4 separate regions of the Sus scrofa genome follow, and regions 1, 2 and 3 are each linked to region 4. The links are chromatin contacts, called in public Hi-C, HiChIP or PLAC-seq and promoter capture Hi-C maps. All regions are on one chromosome and are shown on one strand. The core of a region is the stretch at or near the end of the contact, and the rest is flanking DNA. Distances in the headings are between cores, read along the strand shown. Region 1 holds the start of TIMM13 (mitochondrial import inner membrane translocase subunit Tim13). Region 2 holds the start of NCLN (nicalin). Region 3 holds the start of AES (amino-terminal enhancer of split). Region 4 holds the start of THOP1 (thimet oligopeptidase 1).

The links. Promoter capture Hi-C pulls out the DNA fragments that hold promoters and counts their contacts. Hi-C and Micro-C count contacts between places; a contact is called where the count stands out from the background. HiChIP or PLAC-seq counts read pairs in DNA pulled down with a chosen protein or histone mark.
Region 1: a contact with region 4 is called in a promoter capture Hi-C map of liver, with 3 times the contacts expected there. The contact joins the promoter of TIMM13 here to the promoter of THOP1 in region 4. A contact is called at or near these places in 2 of 5 promoter capture datasets (fetal skeletal muscle and liver) and 1 of 2 datasets of contacts at active chromatin or transcription factors (skeletal muscle).
Region 2: an H3K27ac HiChIP or PLAC-seq map of alveolar macrophages shows a contact between it and region 4. The contact joins the promoter of NCLN here to the promoter of THOP1 in region 4. A contact is called at or near these places in 1 of 5 promoter capture datasets (liver) and 1 of 2 datasets of contacts at active chromatin or transcription factors (alveolar macrophages).
Region 3: a Hi-C map of retroperitoneal adipose tissue shows a contact between it and region 4, with 1.8 times the contacts expected there. The contact joins the promoter of AES here to the promoter of THOP1 in region 4. A contact is called at or near these places in 1 of 5 promoter capture datasets (liver) and 1 of 47 Hi-C or Micro-C datasets (retroperitoneal adipose tissue).

What each region holds. Positions count from the first base shown.
Region 1 is chr2:76,145,497-76,148,866 of Sscrofa11.1, forward strand. It overlaps TIMM13 (mitochondrial import inner membrane translocase subunit Tim13), which reads left to right and starts at 1,450. Exons shown (of 3, transcript XM_003353990.4): 1 at 1,450-1,636; 2 at 1,723-1,791; 3 at 1,962-2,667. The coding sequence starts at 1,517. The coding sequence ends at 2,060. LMNB2 (lamin-B2) reads left to right here. Exons shown (of 12, transcript XM_003353991.4): 12 at 1-1,068.
Region 2 is chr2:75,388,610-75,391,919 of Sscrofa11.1, forward strand. NCLN (nicalin) reads right to left here and starts at 1,992. Exons shown (of 14, transcript XM_021084134.1): 1 at 1,624-1,992. The coding sequence starts at 1,807.
Region 3 is chr2:75,490,353-75,493,575 of Sscrofa11.1, forward strand. It overlaps AES (amino-terminal enhancer of split), which reads left to right and starts at 1,856. Exons shown (of 7, transcript XM_021084158.1): 1 at 1,856-2,056; 2 at 3,191-3,223. The coding sequence starts at 2,030.
Region 4 is chr2:75,875,939-75,879,190 of Sscrofa11.1, forward strand. THOP1 (thimet oligopeptidase 1) reads right to left here and starts at 1,492. Exons shown (of 13, transcript NM_214223.2): 1 at 1,364-1,492. The coding sequence starts at 1,379. It overlaps SGTA (small glutamine rich tetratricopeptide repeat containing alpha), which reads left to right and starts at 3,194. Exons shown (of 12, transcript NM_001244392.1): 1 at 3,194-3,249.

The DNA of each region.
Region 1 (3,370 bases), core at 200-2,699, 270 kb after region 4:
GTGGGTGGAGGTGACCCCTAATCATGTGGAAACTGCACTGGGCTCAGCCACATCCTTCAAGGTATTTTGGAAATTTGGGGGTCAAAGCTATGTCCTGGCTTTTGGGTCTGAATTGCTGACACAATTTGGCAGGCAGGGCTTCTGGCCCAGAAGGAAGGGAGAGGGCCCTACCCTCACTGCCGGCCCAGAAAAACCAGCCCCAGGGTTGCACTGGGGCCTGCAAGAGCCCCCAGGCTCCCTGGCTGGGATTGTTCCTCGCAGGTGATTTGCCTCAAAGCCACCTTTTGGTCATATCCCTGCCCCACAGTTGCCTGGATGAGGTCTTGAGTGGACCCTAGAGGTGGCCCAGGCAGGCACTGAGGTGCCTTTGGTGGGTATGCTGGGCTGGTGGCCAGTTATGGCTGGAGTTGGATAACAGTTGTGGATATTCAAGTATTTGGAAACAAGAGTCCAATGTTAAAATGGCAGCCATAGCCTAGGAAACAATTTGCACTTGCCCTTTAACATGCTTAACTTTCAGCCATTTAAATGATGCCGAAGTGATTCTTTTTTCTAAGCCCTTGTCATGTGACTGCAAGTAACTGTAGCACCAATTTAGAGAAAACTCATTCTCGGCCCAGCCCAGGGAAGGAGTGGCCTACAAGGATGAGGTCGGCAAGGCAATCCCTGGGAGACACTGCTGCCTTTCCCCCGGGGCCTGGGTGCTCACCTAAGACTTGGGCGTTCAGCTGTTTTCCTAACAGCAAGGCTTCTGACTTGGGGTTTTTACTCACACGGTCTTCCCAGCAGTTCTATTTATATCAGCATATCCGAGTTGGGACTGACATTCCTCAAGGACATTAAAGCTACTGGAAAGGTCTTAATTCCAACCCGTAAGGGATCATCTGTACAACATGCTGGTGGACTCGGCTTCAAGAACCCGGCTGTCTGGACACATTTCAGACATCTGTGGGTGATTTTTAAGATGCATGCCAAACGTGTGTTTTGCTTTCTCCAATGATTTGTAATATACCTTTTATGACTGGAAACTTTTATACAACACTCCAATAAACATTTTGGTTTTAAAAATCTCCCTCTGAGTTCACTCCGACGCCAGCCAGCTGGAGCGGGAGCTCTCATCCTCTAATGTTCCTAGTTTGACCCGCTATCCTAGTTTTTGGCATTCCTCACCCACGGGTTTCACCAACGCCCCTTTGGCCACGTGACACGCCCATGTCCCTCCCCGGGCTCAAGGTCTAGTGTAGAAGTGCCCGCCGCCTCGTGCGCACGCGCGGCGAGACCCGCGGGGGGCGGGGCCTGAGCGCGGAACCCTGGGCCTCCATCCGTCTCGGGGAAATCGGCGGCGGCCTGCTCCTGTTGCGCATGCGCGGGACTCCCCCCGCGCGGTAAGGGTATCCCGCCCGCCCATGCTCCCTCGTGCCCGGACTCCATTTCCCGTGGGTCCACGGGGCGGCCCACTTCCGGCGCGGGTTGGGGAGGGCGCACGCGGCCGCACTCCAGTTGACTTTGCGGAGATATGGAAGGCGGCTTTGGCTCGGATTTCGGGAGCTCCGGCAGCGGGAAGCTGGACCCGGGGCTTATCATGGAGCAGGTGAAAGTGCAGATCGCCGTGGCCAACGCGCAGGAGCTGCTGCAGGTTCGGGGCCGGGCCGGGGGCGGGGCTGAGGGTGGTCGGGGCCCCTGGGAGAGGAGTCGCAACTGAGCGCTCGTGTGTCCCCACAGAGGATGACGGACAAGTGCTTCCGGAAGTGCATCGGGAAGCCGGGGGGCTCCTTGGACAATTCGGAGCAGGTAAAACCCAGGGAGCCAGACTGGTCGTGGGCCCCGACCGACAGGGAGGTCTCTGCGCCTGCGCGGACTAACGGGGCGGTGCGGTGGGCACGTGCGCAGTCCGCTGCTGGGAGTGTTGGGGGTCCCAGCCAGCGGTCCAGACCTGAGCCCCGCGCCCTCCCCGTCCCTAGAAGTGCATCGCCATGTGCATGGACCGCTACATGGACGCCTGGAACACCGTGTCCCGTGCCTACAACTCTCGGCTGCAGCGAGAACGAGCCAACATGTGATCGCGACGCGCCAGCAGCCCACTTCCCACCCCACCCCACTCCCAGTTCCATCTCCATAAATGCTGTTTGTGAGGCGGGGGCCAACGTGTGCGTGCTGCCTGCCAGAAGTTTATGAGGACCAGACTGGTGCTGGGACAGTTGGTATTCTGTTTCTCCGTGCCCCGTTCGCGCACACGTGCCGGCGAGTGTAACTTGCGTCTGGGGGGCCCCTGGCCCGGGTGGTGCCTTCCCTAGTGCCCCTGTTACCGAATTGTGTCATATGGACCCTGTTGGGGGCCGGCTTAGGCTCTATGTCTCCTAGGGGGTGTTCTTTTTCTGTTCCGTGGAGCCTGAAGCTGAGATGGACACAGCACAAGCTTTATTCAGCAGTTAAAGTATGGAGACGCGTGAACAAACGAACTCACAGATCAGCTTCTTAGCTGGCGAGAGGGGCTTAATTTTAACAAGGAGGCCTGTGTGTATGTCTACGCGGGAAGGGGCTGAGCTTTTTCCGAGGGAGTGGGGTGCCACCTCTTTTTTATCTTTTTTGGTCTTTAATGTCTGGTCGAGGCTGCGGATGCGTGTGTTATTTAATAAGCTAATGTAGTAAAATCCACACATAATGAGACAGCGTTTGTTGGAAGTCAGATTTGCCACCATTTTCCTCCCAGCAGGGTTTCGTGGTTTTGTTTTTGTGTGTATGTGTCTTCGTGTTCTATGCATTAGGATTAACTGAAAGTTAATCTTTAAAGATTTCTGTTCACTCCTACTAAAAGGTGGGGTGGTGGTTGGCAGGTTTTGAGCAGGGACCTCCTTCCTGCAAAAGGTCAGGGTGGATAGGTTGTGAGGAAAGGGCTGGAGCAGCTCTGGTGACAAACTACTCCCTTCCTTATTATTGCTCATTCCTTTTTTTTTTTTCTTCTTCTTTTTTTTTTTTTTTTTTAATGGCTGCAGGTGAGGCCTATGGAAGTTCCTGGGCCAGGGATTGAATTCAAACCAAAGGACTTCCCTTGTGGCTCACAACATAACTACATGGTGTTGTTTCTACAGTGGCTGTGGTTCTGTCCCTGGCTCGGCAATTTCCATATGCTGCAGGAGTGGCCAGTTGTTATAAAAAAAACAAAAAGAAGAAGAAGAAGAATGAATCTGAGCCAAAGCTATGACTTACGTTACACCTGTGGCAATTCAGGATCCTTTAACCTGCTGTGCCAGGCCAGAAACTGGAGCCGCTGCAGCCAGATTCTTAATCTACTGTGCCACAGTGAAAACTCCCTGCCCTCATTCTTTTTTTTTTTAATTTTTAAATTTTATTTATTTATTTATTTATTTAT
Region 2 (3,310 bases), core at 742-3,241, 490 kb before region 4:
TGTCCAGACCAGGACAGCAGCTCATTACAATTAAATAACGCTGAAGATCCCTTTCCTCCGTTGCATGAACTACATCTTCAGTGGCCACCTGCGACAGCACTGCCGTGACAGCACTGTCTCCTCAGGAGGATGCCAACAATGCATACAGACGGACCACACGTTAGGGCTCCTGGCTTTCTAACCCACTGGTTAGGAGCCTGGGGCCTCGGGTCTAGAGCCATCACTGTAAGCCCCCTCTTGGCACTGCTGACATTCCAGCCCAGACCATTCTGTGGGGGAGCCATCCTGGGCACTGTGTGGGGTGGAGCACCCTTCCTGGCCCCATCCACTCAATGCCAGAGGCCCCCCTCCATGACAACAACAGTCATCACTCAGTGACCCGTAGGTTGACAATCATTGCACTAAACAGAAATGACATAACTCTGGGACAGGGAAGGATCTGAGAGAAAGTCCCAAGAAACCGGGGCCCCTCAAGGGCCCGGCAGTGGCAGGGGGTCCAGGCTGGGCCTAAGGTCCCAATTGCAGGGGCAAGTCCAATAGAACCAGGGCTCAGAGATGAACCAGGACCAGGAGGAATGGGGAGGGGGTTTCCTCATAGGGAGGGCAGGCGTTAACTTGTGGGGACCTAAGACACCAGGCCGGAAGGTTCTGGAACACCAGATACAGCAAAGCTGGGAAAAGAGAGGGGAATTTAAAATGAGCTGGGCAACGAGGTCTGAGAGATGAGGGAACAGGGCTGGGGAGTAGGATCTAGGCCTCTGCGTCTGAAATCCTGGGAAGGAGCGGGAGTGTCCCAGGAAGCCGACAGATGGGTATGCACCAAAGGAGAGAACAAAATATGGGGTCTAGGAGATTTCAGGAGCCCAAACACAAGGGACTGAAAGGGGGTGGGGGCGGAGGGATTAGCTAAGCCCTTCTGAGGAACCTGACACATAAGCTGCGACCAGGAAGCAGAGCCTAGGAGAGAGAGACCTGGACACCGGGCCACGCTGAGGTTGGCGATCAGAGCTCTTGAGCCCTAAGGGGGGCAGAATGTGGGCACTGGACAAAGAGCACCAGGGTGCTCTGGGCTATGGATGGTTGGGAAGCTCAGCCTGGCAGAACCGAGCTGAGAGGCTCCAGTCCAAGTCAAGTAGGTCAAAGGTTGGAGCTCTGGTCCACGTGGGAATCAGAGAGAGAGGGGACCCAGGAGTCCAAACGCAGGAGGAGCCTGGCCTGAGAGTAAGAGCTCTGACTTCTGGAGCATATAGCCCTTGTCGGGGCCGGGGAGCTGGGAGTGCCAGTGCAGCAGGTTCCTGGGGCATTAGGCAGAGAGAGCTGGGGGCCTAGCGTGGATCTAGGTGTTCAGGCTCTGACTTGCCAGGGGTCTTGGGTAAGAGTCTAGAGACCAAGTGAGGTCTGCGCTTGGACTCCTGCTAGACAGGTGGGAGAGACGGGTCCTAGGGCCCGAAGAGCAGAGACCAAACCAAGGGAGAGAGGTATCCCGGCTGGAGTAGGCCAGGGCCCCAGTAAAGGGGGAGTCTGAGTGGGAAAGCAGGTTGGGGTAGGCAAAGCCGGGGTAGGCCAGGGGCCCAGGAGGAGAGCCGGACTCCGTGGGGAGATGAGGGGCCCGGGTCCACGTACCATAGGGCTGTCCCTGCAGGTCGTACTGCTGCATGCGGTACACGGTAAACTCGTGCGCCGCGTCGGCGGCTGGCAGCGGCGGCGCCACGAGCAGCAGCACGGCGGGCAGGAAAACGATGAAGCCAAGTGGCAGGCACGACGCCTTCAGCATGTTCTCCAGCACCTCGCCCGCTTCCTCCAACATCCTGGCCGGCGGCGGGGCCGCGCGGGGCGGCGGCGGGGACGGGACGGCGACAGCGGCGACTCCCGCGGACTCACCTCGGCATGGGTAGGCGCCGGGGTCCTGCGGGCGCCGTGCCGGGCAGCCTGCATCCGCTTCGGGGTCCTGAGGGCACCGCTGAGGGCTACATGCCCGCCGCCCTGCCGACTGGAAGTTGTAGTTCTCCAGGCGCGCGCGGAGGCATCTGGGAATCGTAGGCCCATTCCGTTACTTCCAGATGGCGAAGGGTGAAGGGGACCGTTTGGCTAAAGTTTCACATAAACTCCAAGCCAGAAGCTACAGAGACTTTAAAAATGCTATTAGCAGTGGAACTTACTGAAATTCTGCTTTACTTTGGGAAAAGAGGAGGGAAGGGGGTGTGTTGCAGGATGTGACCTCGCGACCCGGAAGTAAGTTTGGAAGCAATTGGGGACGGGGGGCGGGGGGGAGTGGAACGTGATACTCTAGGTCTCCTGGGAATTGTAGTCTAATTGAGCAAGCGCAAGGGGTCATGGGAGCTGGAGTCTTTTAGACAGAAGTTGGAGAAAAATCACTTAAAATTCCCAAAGAATATAGATGTTAAACTACATAAGGACAAAGAATTTTGTCTGCTTTGTGCACTGATTTATACCTCATAACGTAACACAGGGTCTAGCACACAGTGGATGGTTTATATAATTTTTGGATAAATGAATGAAATAGAATAAAGAAATCCTGATAGAAGGTTCCTAAGGGATGTCGCAATGGATTGTGGGACTTGTAGTCAGGAGCCAGGCGTTGTGCCAAGATTGGAGAGATAATTATTTTGTGCTTATGCTTATTTATATTGGGGACATTCTCATATTAAAAAAAAAAAAAAGTTTAGTGTTAGAAATTCAAATTTCACTGGGTGTCTCAGATTTGTATTTTCTTATCTGGGCACCCTAAGAATCCAATTGTCTCAGGGTCCCTGGAGGCGTTGAAGAGCATTAGTAATTCACACCCTCTTGTACAGATGGGAAGACCGAGGCCACAGGGTGCAGAGCACACTGGCCCTAGCCCCCAGACTCTGATACTGTTGCCAAAGGAATTGGGCCCTCCCTCCTACCCAAGGGAGAAGTGGCAGTTATGCTGATTAATAGCATGGGTTCAAGTCCCAGCTCATCCACTTCCCAGGCTGTGTGACCTTGGGCATGTTGCTTCACCTCTCTGACCCTCTTTTTCCTCAGCTGCCAAATATGATCATCAAACACTCTTCTTGGGCTCCCCAGGGGTGTGTAAAGATTCAATAAGATAATCCACGTGAACCGACTTGGAAAAAGCAAGGCAGACGTGAAATGCTCAATAAGTGTTGGTATTAGGAGAAAGCACCAAGCTTGTGCAGCCTCAGAGCTGCTGCATCTGCTATCCCTGCGAAACACTCACGCCCCTCCCCCACCCCACCTTTCTGCATGGCTAGCTCCTTACTGAAATGATGGGCATCTCTTAGTTTGAGGCTTGTCAACCCTA
Region 3 (3,223 bases), core at 606-3,105, 390 kb before region 4:
TTTAACATGATGGTGTTTTCCTCATTGTGAATTTTTGGACATGAATTTTTATTGTTAAAAATATTGTGTTGGAGTTCCCATTGTGGCACAGCGGAAACAAGTCTGACTAGTATCCACAAGGATTTGGGTTCAACCCCTGGCACTGCTCAGTGGGACAGAGATCTGGCATTGCCATGAGTTGTAGTATAGGTAGCAGATGCAGCTCAGATCCTGTGTTGCTGTGTCTGTGGTGTAGGCCAGCAGCTGCAGCTTCGATTCGACCCCTAACCTGTGAACCTCCATATGCCGTGGGTGCAACCCTAAAAAGAAAAAATATATATACATATGTATAGTGTTAAAGTATTGTTTTATCTTGATGGGTTTTGGGGGTGGGAGGGGCTTAAATTTTGCTTATTCATCTCAACCTTGTCCTGGACCCTCATCTTCCTGGGAAAGGTGACCACGGTCCTAAGTCTCCATTTTACAAATGGGAAAACCCAAGGCTGGAAGAATTTAAATTCATCCAGGAGGCAAAGGTGCATAGTGGATGATGATGATGGTGACAATTAAGAGCCTATGTATTTAGCACTTCCTGGAACTTAATGTGCCTTATTTCTGGTTTCTTGGAGGCCTGCTCTCCACAGGAAAGGGAGAGAGATCCTATCAAAGTCCCCATCAGCCCTGTTTCTCCTCTGCCCACCATCTCACAGGGCTCCCATCTCACTCCGAGCAAGCCCAAATCCTCCCTGAGCCCACAAGGCCCTGCACCATCTGTCCCGCCTCATCACCAGCTACAGAATTTGCAGGCCCCAATGCAAAACAAGACCATTCAAAAATTATTAGGAATTTCCAGACCAACACAGCAGATCATCCACCCAAGCAGAGGCCCTTCTGGAAGCCAGGCCTCTGTGCAAATTCCAGAAGCTGCTAGCCCTGCCCCTCTGCTCCCTTTTCCTCTCAAGCACCCCACCCCCACCTGTGCTAGGCACAGTGCTGCCTCAGTACCTTTGCACTGGCTGTTTCTGCCTCCTAAAATAAGCGACCAACCCCATAGCCTACTGGCTCCCTCTCTCGTCTTCAGATCCGCTTAGCGGCCAAAGAGGTCCATCTGAGTTCCCTCTGTTTAAAATCACATCTTCCCGGCCCTCCCTCCTGCTTTCTTTTCTCTATAGCTGTTACCACCATCTGACCTGCCAGGGACCTGGCTCTTTGGCTGGTCTCTCTGTCTTCTGTCTTCTCCACCAGGGTAGGGACTCTGTACCCCCTCCCACCCCCACCTGGCACACAGTAGGCGCTCCATTAATGTGAGTCAAGGTATGGCTCCCAGGAGGTCGGCGGTATCATCCCCGCCTTTCTACGGAGGAGGAAACCGAGGCTCAGAGAAAAGCCAGTGAGCCAAGGTTACAGAGCATGTCCCTGGCACGCGTCCGGGTCGCGCCATGACAGCGCCGGCGGTTTCGATGGGGGCAGCCGGGCCCCAAGCTTTGACCGATGGGGAAACCGAGGCCCTGGCGGTTGCCGAGGCCACCCGGCCGGGAGGGGCCGCGGCGGGGCGGGGGCGCGCGGGCCCAAGGTCACCGCGCCGGCCGGCCCGGGGGAGGCGGATGGGTGGGGATCCGCGGGCCTCCCCGGGCGCGCGCCCCCCCCTCGGCGGCGCGCACGGGGCCCGGGAAGCAGCAGCGGCGGCGGCGGCGGCGGCGGCGACAGCAGCAGGTGGAGCCGGAGCCTCCGCGCAGCCGAGGCCGCGGCCACTGCCGGCGTCGCCGCCATTAGACAATAGGAGCGGCGGCCGGGCGTGCGGGGAGGCGGGCGGCGGGGAGGGGCGGGGAGGGGCGCCGGGCGCGCAGGAAGCGGGGCCCGGGGCGCGCCGGGGCCGGGCGCGCGGGGAGGGGGCGCAGGAAGCGGGCGAGGCCGGGCGCGGGAGGCGGCGGCGGCGGCCCCGGGAGCTGCCGATCGGCTCCGGGACAAAGGCGCGGCCGCCCGGCGCCCCGAGCAGCCCGAGTCGGGGCGCACAGCCGGGGCGCAGCCTGCGCCCCCCGCCGCGACTGACATGATGTTTCCACAAAGCAGGCATTCGGTAAGCGGGGCCCGTCGGCCCGGCGGCCCCCCCCCCCCCCGTCCGGGCCCGGCACCCCCGGTTCCCAGCCCAGCCACCCCCCCCAGCTCCGGGCCCTGCGTCCCCCTACGTCCTGGCCCGGTATCCCCAGTTCCCAGCCGGGGCTATTCCCTCCCCCAGGTTCGGGCCCTGCGTCCCTCCAGGTCGGGGCCCCGTACCCTCCCATATCCGAACCCAGCGCCCCCTCTAGGTCCAAGCCCTGCGACCCCCTTCCAGGTCCCTGCCAGGCCAACCCCCCGCCTCCAGCTCGGCACCTCCCCCCAACTCCTGGGCCCAGTCCCCTCCAGCTCTGGGCCCAGAGCTGCTCCCCCCCCGCAACCGCCGCCAGCTCCGGGTCCCCCTCCCAGCTTCCGGGCCCAGAGCCCCCCCAGGTCCCCTTTTGCCCCCAGCTCAGAGCACGCCCCAGACCCTGGACCCTGCGCACCCCCACCCCAAGCCAGGCTGGGCCTCGCTGGCCTTGGCCTGGGGCCTGGGGCGCCCCGGGAGCCCCACTAGGCACCTCTAACGCTGGGGCTGCTTTTGGGGCCTGGGAGTGGGGGAGAGTCAAGGCGCACCCCTCCCGGAAGAGCGCGCGGCCTGGAGGAAGGGTGCTAGGAATCTGGGGTGGGCCCCCGCACCCCCGGAAGATTTTGGGCGCTGAGAGCCCCCTCTCCCAAGGGGACTTTGCCAGGAAGCCTGCCCCCGCCTCCCAGCTTTGGGGAGGGGGATTCACTAGGACGCGTTCTCCCCCCTCCCTGAGGCAGTTGGGACGCTCAGACGTGCAACCCCTCCCGGCGCTGTGGAGGCGCGGTAGAGGGCGCACCCTACCCCCCACCAAGGGCGGCCCTTCAAATGCACCCCCACAGCCTGGGGGTGGAGGGGGACGAGCGGCTCCGGGAGCACCCACCCTCCTTAGCTTCTCGGGGAGAGGCGGGGGCAGGAAGCGAGGGCGGGGGCCGAGCCAGGGGCTGTAAACACAGCCAGGGAAGTGGGGCAGGGTGTGGGGGGACGCTGCAGCTGCGCAGGCCGCAGCCTGGTGGAGGGGGGGCGCCCTCAGGGAGGAAGGTGGGTGGCGGCCCCCTCCTGGTCCTGACCCGGGCCGCCCCCTCCCCACAGGGCTCGTCGCACCTACCCCAGCAACTCAAATTC
Region 4 (3,252 bases), core at 242-2,741:
CCACCAGGGAACAAACCTGCATCCTGACACTGCAGAGATGCCACCAATCCTGTTGTACCACAGCAGATCATTCTCTGTTGGGGACCATTCTGGGCATGGTGGGGTATTGAACAGCATCCCCGGTCCCACCCACTGGAGGCCAGCCACCTCCGCCCCCAGATCACAATGATCAGAGATGTCACCGGATGTGGCCCAGTGTCCCGAGGGGACACAATCACCCCAGCTGAGGAACACTGATACATACCAAGTGGGGATAAAAAAGGCTCTTAAGCTGAGAGAGATTAGATTTTTTTAGCCAAATGACTGCTGCAAATTTAAGGGAAAATCTTTGCAGACTATTTTGGATTTTAGAACTGCAAAAAAGGAACTGTGGGTCTGCATTAAATTTGGTAGTAAAGAAGGGCTCCAGAAGCTCCAAAGAGGTGGGAAATATAGTGGAATTCTCAGGAAAATCTTCTGAAGGAGCTAGGATTTGAAACTTTGAGCACATTCATTTTACAAATATTTACTGATTATCACCAGTGTGCCAAGTCTCTGAGCTAACAATTCTGCAGCAAAAAAGGCAGACAACACTCCTGCCTTCCTGAGACCTGAAAAACCCTAATTATGATTATTATCTTTAATACAATTATTACCATCATCCCAATGGGCTGCAGAAAGACCTGAAGGAAGAGAGGTGGGCAAACCAAGTTCCATGAGGCACCACGCAACATCCTGGGCCATTTTCTAAAACAGAGTATACAGATTGCAAAGCTCCCATAAATGAAAACCATTCCCGGCAGTCCCCTTCTGTTCAACATAAGAGACCCCCAGCTGTGTTCTAGCCAAGATGACCTGTTGCTTTCCAAACGCGTTGCCCCTGTGCTTGCCTCCCCATCCTTGCCCTCGAGGTTCCCACCAACTGGGACGCTTCTCCCGCAGGACAACTGCTTCTCTCCACTGGGTCCAAGCTGAATCAAATGCCACTTCCTGCGAGAAGCCCTCCAGGACTGCCCTCCCTTAAAGATGTATGACCAGCCCCAGCACCAACCACCATCTAAAGTCCTTGCTTGATTTTGCTTCTTGAATGCTGGTCTCCGGCTTTGGAACTGTGTCTAGAACTCCCTCAAGTCCATCCCAGAGCCCGACCCGTCCCCAGCAGAAGAAACATGGAGTTTGCCGAATGAGTGAAGGCGCGCTGGAACACGGATTCATTCTGGGGCTCGCCGACCCCCTCCTCCGTTCGGGCCCGGATCACTTGAGGGTCACTGGGCTCCGCTCGTAGGCCCCAGTGGCGACCCCGGGGAGGAGGCAGGAGTGCGCACGAGTGCGCACCGGGCGCCCGGATCTGGTGAGCGGGGCCGCACCAAGGGGAAGCAGGTACCTGCTGGGGGCTTCATGGTGGGCGAATGTTCAGTGACGGCCCCTCCCTCCACCTGGTCCGCGTCGGAGCAGCGGTCAGCAGCCTCGGTCCTCTCTGCTGCCGCAGCTGTCCCGACTGAGGCGCCCGCCGCCCGCGCGCCCACCGGATGCTGGGAGAGCGTGTGTGCTGGATAGTAGGGCGCAAGCGCGCGCCCTAGCCCCACCTACATCGCGAGGCGGAGCGCAGGGGCGCAGACTTCCTCTGCGCGGTCGCTTGAACCACCCCCGTCCATCATTGGCTCTTAGTGGTGAGAGGGCGGAGCCTTCGGGAAGGCTAGCGGGGGAGGTGTTTCCAGGGGAACCCACCCCGCAGGCGCCTCGAATCTTTTCTGCGGCTCTTTGTGCCAGTCGTTCGTTTGGGCTTCTAGCTCCTGTATTAATTTGTCATTACCTCCTCCCAACCTTAATTGTGTATTTGGCTAGTTTTGCAAGTTTTTACCTTCACCTAAGGCGCTCCGTTAGTGGTCGCTTACGAAACCTCAGGCACTTATTCCATTACCAACATCCTGCTCATCTTCTAGCATCTAATGGTTAAAGGTCCTCCACATATACCAGCTGAATCCAGTTAGACAACCAAATTAAGAAGACATTTATTTAAAAAGCAGAAATGTAAGCAAGCATCATTGAGAAAGCTTCAGTAAACCGATGCAGAACTTCAAACAACAGGTGTGTTGGAACTGTGCCTTACCTGCATGTAGTATTGTCAGTTAAAAAAAAAAAACAAAAAACACCTTGAACCGTCTAAGGCACACAGAAAGAAAAACCTAAGAAAATTAAAACTGGTCCCTAAACCTACGTCTTTTATTTCTGCAAAATAAATGAAAATAACCCAGGGTGTTGAGTAAACCCAGGGTGTTGAGTACATGCATTTTAAGTTGAATAAAAATGAATTAGGAAAAAAAAAAATGAATTGGGAGAACACTCTGGCAACTTGAATGCTAATGGTGGTCATTTAATAGGGAATGTCTCATTACTGACCTTCGATTTCTTTCTCTCTTGAGCACATCCAGCGTAATCCTACGTTAGTCTTCATTTTTGCTGTTCCCTGTACCTGGAGTGTTTTCCCAGTTCTCCAAATCTACATGTGAAACAGAGGTCTTCCCTAACCAACCCAACAAATTTACCGCCCCAATCACAATCAGAACACCCCATTTTTTTCTACACAGTGCTTGCCATTAAGTAGAACTTGTTCATTTACGTATTAGTTTACCAGTTTATTGTCTGTGTACCCCAATACAAGGTAATGAAAGCAAAAGTTTTGCTGGTCTTTATAGTTTGTGTGTAATAAATACTTGTTTACTATTATGCACCTACTGTAAACAAATATCTTAGTATTCATTCTTATGGATTGAATGAATGAAATAACGAACTCGCGGATGTTTGGGTGGGTGAATATATGAATAAATACAGTGAGAGGGTAACAGTCGCCCCCACTCAAAGACCGCCTGTGATCCTCTGGGCGCCAGATACCCAAAAGCAGCAGGTGCACCACGTGGCGGACACGGTGCCACGTGACGGGCTCGGCCGACCCACAAGAGTCCACCACTGTCCCACCATGCACCGCTCCATTTCGGCCTAGAGGACAAGTTGATCCGGATTTCCGGCCTCCGTTCGGTCGCAGAGGTCAGTTGCCCTAACGACGAGCTCGTTCCCGCCTCTACATTACGTCACTTCCTCCTACTCCCGCCTTGATAATTGGTGCGCCTGCGCAGAATGAAATCCAGCGGCCACCGGCTCCTTCTGCGCAGGCTGCGGGGCTGGGGGCGGAGCGGGGCTGGGGGCGGGGCCGGGCAGTGCCGCGGTGCGCAGGCGCCGCCGTCGGTGGGTCCGGGTTCGGCTGCTTGAGAGGTG